Linked DNA regions of Sus scrofa: region 1 is linked to region 2. The links are chromatin contacts, called in public HiChIP or PLAC-seq maps. All regions are on one chromosome and are shown on one strand. Each heading gives the region's core, a stretch centred on a gene start, on an enhancer-like site or on the middle of the called end of the contact. The rest is flanking DNA. Distances are from core to core; before and after follow the strand shown. Region 1 holds the start of INIP (INTS3 and NABP interacting protein). Region 2 holds the start of HSDL2 (hydroxysteroid dehydrogenase like 2).

What was found. HiChIP or PLAC-seq counts read pairs in DNA pulled down with a chosen protein or histone mark.
Region 1: a contact with region 2 is called in an H3K27ac HiChIP or PLAC-seq map of skeletal muscle, with 2.8 times the contacts expected there. The contact joins the promoter of INIP here to the promoter of HSDL2 in region 2. A contact is called at or near these places in 2 of 5 promoter capture datasets (fetal skeletal muscle and liver) and 1 of 2 datasets of contacts at active chromatin or transcription factors (skeletal muscle).

Annotation. Positions count from the first base shown.
Region 1 is chr1:253,390,852-253,395,717 of Sscrofa11.1, reverse strand. It overlaps INIP (INTS3 and NABP interacting protein), which reads left to right and starts at 1,867. Exons shown (of 5, transcript NM_001244886.1): 1 at 1,867-1,999; 2 at 3,041-3,121. The coding sequence starts at 3,097.
Region 2 is chr1:253,123,137-253,128,163 of Sscrofa11.1, reverse strand. It overlaps HSDL2 (hydroxysteroid dehydrogenase like 2), which reads right to left and starts at 3,692. Exons shown (of 11, transcript NM_001197021.2): 1 at 3,604-3,692. The coding sequence starts at 3,620.

The sequences.
Region 1 (4,866 bases), core at 618-3,117, 270 kb before region 2:
CCACATCTTCGACCTACATACCCCACAGCTCACAGTAATCTCAGATCCTTAACCCACTGAACAAGGCCAGGGATCAAGCCAGTGTCTTCATGGATACTAGTCAGGTTCATTTTTGCAGAGCCACAATGGGAACTCCAGCAATTGACTCACTATTAACCAATATATTAAGATACTTGTGAGACTGAAATGCAAAAAACACTCAAGAAGATGAAAGGGTTCAAGGACTGATAGTTACCAAATAAAGGAAAAAAATAATCAGCAGCAAGGTAAGCTTACCTTTCTCTCCCTCTCTCTCTCTCTTTGGCCTTGCCAGCAACATGCAGAAGTTCCTGGGCCAGGGGTCAAACCCATGCACCACAGCAGCAACTCAAACTAGAGCAGTGACAGTGCTAGATCCTTAACCCACTGCCCCACCAAGGAACTCCAATTTACCTTTCTCTTGATAATGTTTTCCGAATCCTGTGAGGCTGAATCTATTATGAAATTACAAAATGGTGTTCTGGGGGGTAGAACTCTTTTTTTCACCTTAAAGAAATTTGTTCAGAATGTCTGTTCTGAACTGTTCAATTCTTGGGACTTAGACTGGAGTTTTCTTATGCCCTAATTTCTGTATTGACAACATAAAAACAAAAAATTCTCTTAACGTTCTGTCAGCAACATATGTTCCAGTCATCATTTTAGCCAGTCCAGATCTCAAAAAGTTCTCTTAGCTGAAAAGGGGTCCCGGCCAACTACCAAAATGCTCATTTTACATCTAGATTAAAGAAGTCAGCAGACTACTGAGCTCTCGGATCTGGTCTCAGAGGAGTTCCTTCCTGCAGAGCAGAGACAATGTGTGAGATTTAAGAACCGGGGCTTTCCCATATGACAGACCTTTAGTCATTGAAATTCAGCTAGCTACTTGACATAAAGTAACTGAACATTTCTGAGTCTGATGTATAAGTAATAAAGAAAGAAATATATAAATAAATCACATATAAATATAGGAGTGAATGTAAGTCATACATAAATCAGGGAGTGACAGGACCAGAGCTGATGCCCAGGAAGCACCTAGCATGCACAGGCACTTAATAAATGCTTGGTAGTTCAAATTTCAGTCATGGATCCATGCACAACAAAATTGGGCACCATAAACATATTATTAAGCAAACATCAGTTATTAAGAACATATGCTCAAATTCTAGAAAAGATGGCGATGTTAAGATGGTTAACGACCCAGAACAGGTGACACACATCCACACGAGGTTACTATTCAATGCAGAGAAGTATATCTATTGTGCTGGAATCAGGCCGACAGGTGATCCCACTAGGAACGACTTCGTGTTCTGAGATGTGGCATACCCATTTCTTAAATACAGACTATTGCACAGTAGTAAAAGTTTCCACAAGTTTATTGCTTTTCTCATGTATAATTATGTAAACTACAAAAGAAAAATATGCCTGGGATTTGCGTATATAGACGCTCAACCTGAGAAGGTTGTTAAAGCTGGGAAGCGAGTCTAGCCTATGAAGACTTGCTCTCCGAATCCCAAGGGGAGCTAGGCCTTTAGTGCTGGGTGGCTTTTCGCCCCCGCCGCTCCCAGATGAATGGGCCGCTCGCGGTGCTAGGGACCCGGCGGTCTCTGCCCCGCCCCTGCCCAGCGGAGCCCGTAGGAGGCGTCCCTGCGCCCCGCCCCGCTCGGGCCCCGCCCCGGCCGGCCCCGCCCCCGCTGGTGCGGCCTGCGTGTTCCAAGAGCCTCTCCACCTGCCACTCTTGGAAGGGAAGTGGCGTCTGCAGGAGGCGGCAGTTAGAGTACGAATCGCAGTGAGCAGCGGCCCCCGGGTTCAGCCGGGAGGCGGAACTTCCGCTCCCTCCCCGGTAAGTCATCGAGAGGCGGAAGCGCAGCGGGGGCGGGAAGGTTGTAGAACGGCACGTTGAGCTCTGTTTGCGGTTCTTCAAGTCGCGTCCCCTTGGAGAACGCACCCCGACTGAGGCAGCCCGGGGCTCTCTCGCCTCCCGGTAAGTAGGACCATCTGGCGGCGCCGGGGGAGCAGAGCACGTGGCCCCGGCGCTGACCCGCTGCAGCCGTCCCTTGCCACCGGGCAGTGGCCTCCGCCAACCCTGCTCCCAGCATTTCTCACTCCCAGCGTTTCTCACTCCTTCTCCGCTCTTTGGTCTCTGCCGCAGCTCCTGCCCGGCCTGCCCTCCACCACGCCCCAGGGCACCCTTTTGAGACGCAGGTCCAGCCCGGTCCCATCTCTGCTTGACGAAGATGGCCCTCTTGTCCTTCCCGTTCAAATCAGGCTTCGCTCGCCCTGTGTTCCTTCGCCGCAGGAGACACTTAGTATTATTTCGTTCAAAACGAAAAAAATGTTTGCTAGCGCTTGGATTTTCCCAAAGACCCCTGAGGGCATCCTTCGCCAAGCCGGGAGAATCAGTGCCTCTGCGCTTGCAGAGCGCTGTTTACAAGAGCGCGTTTGTTAAACTTCGTTAGTATGGTTGTTTTCCCACCGAATTATATGTTTCTTGAGGGCAGGAATTAGGGTCTTGCTCTTTTGAGTTCTCTCCAAGGCCCGATACAAAAACACAAAGTTTGGAAACTCAACAGCCCAAAGTATTCTCACTAGCTTTGTGACCTTAGGCACGATTTCCCCATCTATAAAGTGGTGATAAATGAAATAACTGATTTCACTCATCTTACACAGTGTATGGTGCAGAATATGTACTCGATAAATATTCGACTCGTTTTATTTTTAGCTGTCAGTAGTTGCTAGGTACGGTTTTTTAAGTGGCTGGAGAGGCATCCTAGATGCGTGATTTTTCTTCCCATCTCTGTGATCATATTGATGCTCTCAATTAGTTAATACATTTGGTAGTATTTGACAAGCACAGCCTAATTATGTAATTAAAGACTAATGCTAAATGTTGGTGTCAACATCTGCAAGAATAAACATTTAACCTTCATGCTCTAATAACTTGAGGGGCTTGATTTAAGTCTGTGTGCCTTTCAGATGTATGCTTCCGAAGAGATGAAGATATGTGTGTACACATTTCTTATAGGTGATTGTAAAGTGCTGACCCATTGCCACTGAACATAGTTGAAACAGAATAGGAAGATGGCAGCAAACTCTTCAGGTCAAGGTAAATGCGTCCTGGAATTTATTCCTAGGAACTTTTTTCCCCGTGTAGTAAAGTATTTTGATAGAAAACTTAGCATGCTGAAGCCAGAATAAAAAATGAATAGCAAAGTAAAACCCCCATATTTGAAGCAAGTCCAACCAAGCAAGTCCAATATATAACATCCTTAATAGCTATAAATCTTACCTTTTAATCTGGTTAAGATCATTCACATTTTGTAAACCTAGGTCCTCCTCTGACATCTGTGTTTTCTTGCTCTTTTACTTGAGATCAGAACCCCCCCCCCCTCCATTTTTTTCCCCCTGTCTTTTTAGGGCTGCACCCAAGGCCTTTGGAAGTTCCCAGGCTGGGGGCTGAATCAGAGCTATAGCTGCCGACCTACGCCACAGCCACAGCAATGCTGGATCCTTAACCCACAGAACGAGCCCAGGGATGGAACATGCAGTCTCATAGATATTAGTTGGGTTCATTATTGCTGAGCTACAACGGGAACTCTCAGAACCCTTTTTCTTTTCTTTTTTTTTTTTTTGCTATTTTTTGGGCCGCCTCTGCGGCATGTGGAGGTTTCCCAGGCTAGGGGTCGAATCGGAGCTGTAGCCACCGGCCTACGCCAGAGCCACAGCAACAAGGGATCCGAGCCGAGTCTGCAACCTACACCACAGCTCACGGTAACGCCGGATCGGTAACCCACTGAGCAAGGGCAGGGACCGAACCCGCAACCTCATGGTTCCTAGTCGGATTCGTTAACCACTGCGCCACGATGGGAACTCCAGAACCCTTTTTCAAGAAGTTACCACTAGGCAATATCCATGCCTTCATCTTCATTTGCTCTAAAAACTTTCATACACATTTCATCTATGTTAAGAGCTCTCCAAAGTAAATCAAATTAGGAGTTCCCATCTGGTACAGCGGAAACAAATCTGACTGGGAACCATGAGGTTTTGGGTTCGATCCCTGGCCTCGCTCAGTGGGTTAAGGATCCAGAGTTGCTGTGAGCTGTGGTGTAGGTTGCAGACGTGGCTTGGATCTGGTGTGGCAGTGGTGTAGGCTGGCAGCTGTAGCTCCCATTAGACCCCTAGCCTGGGAACCTCCATATGCCACGGGTGCAGCCCTAAAAAGCAAAAAAATAAATAAATAAATAAAATAAGATTAGAAATATTCTAAATAAGACGTTTTTATTTAAAAACAGTTTTAAAAAGTAAAATTACATCTCTAGAAAGTATTAAATTCCACTTTGTAAGTTGTTTGCTGCTTAGAAACTTGAAGCAAACTTGTCTTTCCTTTTTGTATCAAGTCTAAACTCTTATTTGGGAATTCCCTTTTGGCCCAGGATTCAGAGAACGTTATCAAGGGAAAGGTAAATTGGAGTTTTTTGTGGTGCATTGGGTTAAGGATTGAGCATTGTCACTGCAGCGCTTGAGTCACTGCTATGGCACGGGTTCAATCCCTGACCCAGAAGCTTTTGTATTCTATAGGCACAGCCAAAAACAAACAAAAAAACTATTTGACCCATCGTGTTTTTAAATTAATCTTAGTTTTGTTTTATCTTAAGCTTCATATAAATGGAATCATAGTGTGTATTTGTATCCAGCTTCTCATACTCACTGTACTGTCTGTGAGAAGAATCCATGTTGTACTGTGTATCAGTAGGTCATTCTTGGAGTTACCTGGTGGCCCAGTGGGTTAAGGATCTGGAATTGTCACTGTTGTGGCATGGGTTCCATCCCTGGCCTGGGAACTTCTATATG
Region 2 (5,027 bases), core at 2,443-4,942:
TCAAAAATTTTACAGTTTATCTTTTAAATTTTAGTCTTTAATCTACCTAGAATTAATTTGTCTATATGAATTTAGTTAGGGATCCAACTATATTTTTCTTTTCCTTCTTTTTTTTTTTTTTTTTTTCCTTTCTATGGCTGCAATCGCAGCACATGGAGATTCCCAGGCTAGGGGTCCAACTGGAGCTACAGCTGCCAGCCTACACCACAGCCACAGCAACACCAGATTCAAGCCGCGTCTGTGACCTCCACCACAGCTCACGGCAACGCCAGATCCTTAACCCACTGAGCGAGGCCAGGGATCAAACCCAAAACCTCATGGTTCCTAGTCAGATTTGCTTTCACTGCACCACGATAGGAACTCCAGGATCCAACTACATTTCTACCCATATGGATAACCAACTTTCTAGTCTGAAAAGCCTACTTCTCCTATAGATCTTGAATGCCAGCTTTATCATAGACTGAGTCTCCCTAAGTATACAGATGTATTTCTAGGCTCTTTATTCTGTTCCATTCAGTTAAATGGATTGCACTATCTTAATTATAAGAACTTTCTTGGCTATACTTGGGCCTGTGCTTTTCCACATATACTTTAGAATCAGCTTATTTAATTGCACAAGAAAAATCAATTGGGATTTTGATAGAAATTGTACTGAATCTAGAATTCAATGTGGGAAGAGCTGACATCTTCATGACACTGAGAGCTCCAATCCATGAACATGGTATCTTTCTATTGATTTCATACCTTGAACCACACAATGTCCCTCTGTAATCAAAGGTTATATTAATTCTGACCATTAAATCACGATGTGATCAGATTTTTCCACCATGAAATTACTATACTTTCCCTTGCAACTAACAGCAGTGAGAAGATACTTAAAGACCATTTTAAATCTTTTATTATGGAATTTTTAAGTATATTCAAAAATAGAGGAAAGACTATAATGTTCCCATGTTTATTTAACAATTCAACAATTACCAAAATTTTGAAAGTGATTATCACGAAGCCAATCTCAGAGTTCCCTTGCGGTGCAGTAAGTTACGGATCTGGTGTTGTCACTGCAACAGCTCAGGTCGCTGCTGTGGCACAAGTTCAATTTCTGGCCCAGGAACTTCCACATGCCTCAGGCAAAGCCAAAAAAAGTCATTTGAATTATTTTTCTCTGTATGTTTGTGTGAAAAACTTGACATGTAGTTTAAGTTCCTTTGTTTATGCTGGCATTCCAATTTATCTCTCTCCTCTCATCTCTGATGAGGCATGCTGTAAAACAAGTACTTGGTTTAAAAGTAAAAACCTTGGGAATTCCCACTGTGGCACAGTGGAAAGAATCTGACTAGTATCCATGAGGATTCAGGTTTGATCCCTGGCCTTGCTCAGTGGGTCGGGGATCTGACATTGCTCTGAGCTATGGTGTAGGTTGCAGACTCGGCTTGGATCCATTGTTGCTGTGACAAAGGCCAGCAGCTATAGCTAGCCTGGGAAATTCCATATGCCACAAGTACAGCCCTGAAAAAGAAAGAAAAAAAAACAAAAAAACAAAAAAAAACCCACCACATCTTGTGTATGTATAACATTCCCTTCAACATGAAAGGTAGCACACACAGTGCTAAAGTGATTGATTGATTTATTTATGTTGGCCAGGGCGGGCAGTGGCTTGATGTGGCATCTTAGTGCCCAGACCAGGTATTAAACCCAGGCCACAGTGGTGAAAGCGCTGAATCCTAACCACTAGAACACCAGGGAACTAACTCCCTTAAAATGATCTTTTAAATGTAAATATTTAGATCAAAATGTCCCAATTATCTGCTTTAAAAAGCCCTATCCCTAGCAGATGCAAACCATTACATACAGGAAGGCTAAACAATAAGGTCCTACTGTATAGCACAGGGAATTACATTTAATATCCTGTGATAAACCATAACAGAAAGGAATATGAAAAAGAATGTATATATGTATATAACTGAATGTGTATATATATGTATAACTGAATCTCTGCTGTACAGCAGAAATTAACCCCCCCACCCCCGCTTTTTAGGGCTGCACCTGTGTCATATGGAGGTTCCCATAATCAGAGCTATAGCTGCTGGCCTACACCACAGCCACAGCAACAACAGGATCCAAGCAGATCTGCGACCTACACCACATCACCACATCACCTACACCACATCTCACAGCAACACCAGATCCTTAACCAGGGACTGAACCCATGTCCTCATGGATACTACTTGGGTTCATTACCCACTGAGCCACAACATTTTAAATCAACTATACTTCAAAAAAATATATTTTTAAGGAAAAAAAAAAAAAAAAAAGGCCTCTTTGCCTTTGGTCTAGTTGGACTGATTCCCAGTAGGATAAAGAACATGTTCATGCTCAAAGTCTCAGGCATTGGCAGAAAGAAAGGCAAAGGCAGCTTTCCTCTTAACCTGAAGACTGGATCTCAACTACTAAAACCCCTCCATCTCAAGAAAAAAAGTTTCCAAATTCATCAGTACCACTGGAGGATGACTAAAACTTAACCTACACTACAATTCTCCAAAATTCTCTGGTACCTCAAAATTCTGGTAAATGTGATGAAACTTTTATTTTTAAGACAGAAAAGCAATCACAAAAAGTTCATTTAAAAGTTCATTTAAAAAAATAAACATCAAAGAATAACCAGGAATATTCTGAAAAAAAAAATCCAAATGTGGCAGGATTTTCCAAGATCTAAAATATTTTATAAAACTAGAGCAGTTAATGTAGTTTGGTACTGGTAACATGAATACAGTCCAAAGTAACAGAATAAAAAAATGAATAAACAGTGAGTTTTCTAACTCACTTCCTATGCCAAAATATTATGCAAAACAGTACATCATTTCAGGAAAATAAAAATCTGAATGGAAAAAAAAATCATACAAAAATACTAGAATATTTACAAGTTAAAAAACAAAACAATTTAAGATGACAACAGCTTACAGCTTTGTCACAAAAACACAAAAGCCTTAAAAGAACAGATTGATTCCTGGTGGTGCAGTGGGTTTAAGATCCAGGTTGTCACTGCCATGGCCTGGGTCCCATCCCTGGCCTGGGAACTTCCACATGCCTTGGGCCTGGCCAAAAGAAAAAGTTCTCTCGAAAGATACCCATACTTTAAGATTAGTTTAATTTGTTAGTAAAGTCTCTGTGTAAACACCTCATCCTTTTATTCTTCCAGAACTGAGCGTTCGGAACAAGAGGAGAATCATTAGGTGTCCCTGTGACCTTTCACCTAGAACTCAAAGGCCTGCAGCAAGGCCGCTATTGCAAGACAGCTATTGCTAAGCCGAAGGTGGGACGCGCTCTTGGGGCGGCGGGGTACCTCGCTCAGAATTCTTTACCTGTGGAAGAGGTTTTAACATGGCTGTCATCCCGAAGTAGTCAACTTTGCGTTACTTTTCATGAGTTACCGCAGAGTCGAAGAATCCCGCGGCCAGCGTGGGGCAGCGTTCCAGACCGCGCCGGGCAGCTGCTTTAATCCTCCCACCGCGGGGGTCGGGCCACCCAAGCCATCTACTCCGGCTCCACCTAGCCCCGCACTCCGCCCGGCCTGGTCCCTTCCCCGTGGCGCTCGCATCCTCTTACCCGGTGTTGGGCAACATAACTTCCGCGGACCAGAGTCGGTGGCAACAACCGCCACAGGAAGGAATACTGCAAATAGAAGCTGACTTTCTGCTCCGCATTTAGCCCCGCTCCATCCCCGCCCCCTAGGGCCCCGCCCCAAGGCCTGCGGGAGAATTGAGTGCTCCAAAGAGCGGAAGGGGGCTGAGTGCGCCTGCGCACGCAGTTGTCCTCTTTGGCGCTAATTTCCAGCTCCCCCCGCCTGGCCCCTGGAAACCGGCTCTGTGCGCAAGCGCTCTGAGAGACAACTCTGCCCCACCCCGCGTGCGGGGCTCTACGGGGACAATCGGTGCCTACCCCGCGTCTGGAGTAGTGGTGCGTCAGCCGCTCAGTACGCCCTCCCCAGGGCTGTGAACGGTTTCTCGCCCCTGTGCTGAGTGCCTTTGCCGGCGGGATGACCCTTTGAGTCGTGCAGCAGGGACCTGGAGGGCTGAGGTGCAGCTTCTCAGCGGATTTTTGGCTCTCTCTCCACAATGGCACCTGGGCGCCTGCCCGGCTGCACGCGCGCCTTCAGAGGCACTTCTTAGGAATTGCTTTTCCTCGGCAGATAAGCACCTTCTCCCAGAAGCCGGCCAGCGTCGCAGTTCAACTCTGCCACCGAATTTGGACTAACGCCGGTAGGCCGATAGATAGATAAAGAAAGCCCTTGGAGAAGGGCAGCTTCTGGATCAGACCTCTATACACACTAATCGTGCCGAAGAACTCAGAGTTAACCTGGATTTTGCGACTCTTAGCCAGTATCTCGGTGAGGAAATTCCCAAATTCGGTGGGATAAAGTGAATTCTGGGAGCCAGTATTGCTTTTGGTATCCTTGGACATAGCTCAGCAACCCTAATGAACTAAAGACTGGCATAATATTTTTAGGGAGATGTGAAGAAATTCTGTTTTTGAAGAGGTAGAGCAGGATGACGAGGTTGTTTTATGAAGACTGGTTAAAGAAACTAGTCTGAAGCTAGGATATGTACTATCCCTTTTATTACAAGCCCTAAATATCTCTATTTGCTCATTTATGTATCTTGCCAGTCTCATAGGCATTTGAATTTGTCATGTATGATAAGGTCCTTAGAAACTCCGGAGGAATTTACTTACTCAAATATTAGCACCTACTGTGTGCTGGTCACTGGAGATACAGCAGGGCAAAAAAGGTAAGGCCTCGGCCTATGTAGGAGGAATGAGTAACCAATGTTTTTTAGACCTGTAAATATTAGGTGTTTTAGAAAGTGCATTGGTAGGGACTGTTAGATGAAAAAACCTTCCACTCCTTAAAGAAAATGAAGACCACCTACAGAATGGAAAATATATATATATACTTGCAAGCCATATATGTCTTATAAGGTCTAGTATCCAAAATGTATGAAGAATGCTTACAACGCAGCAACAAAAAGAGG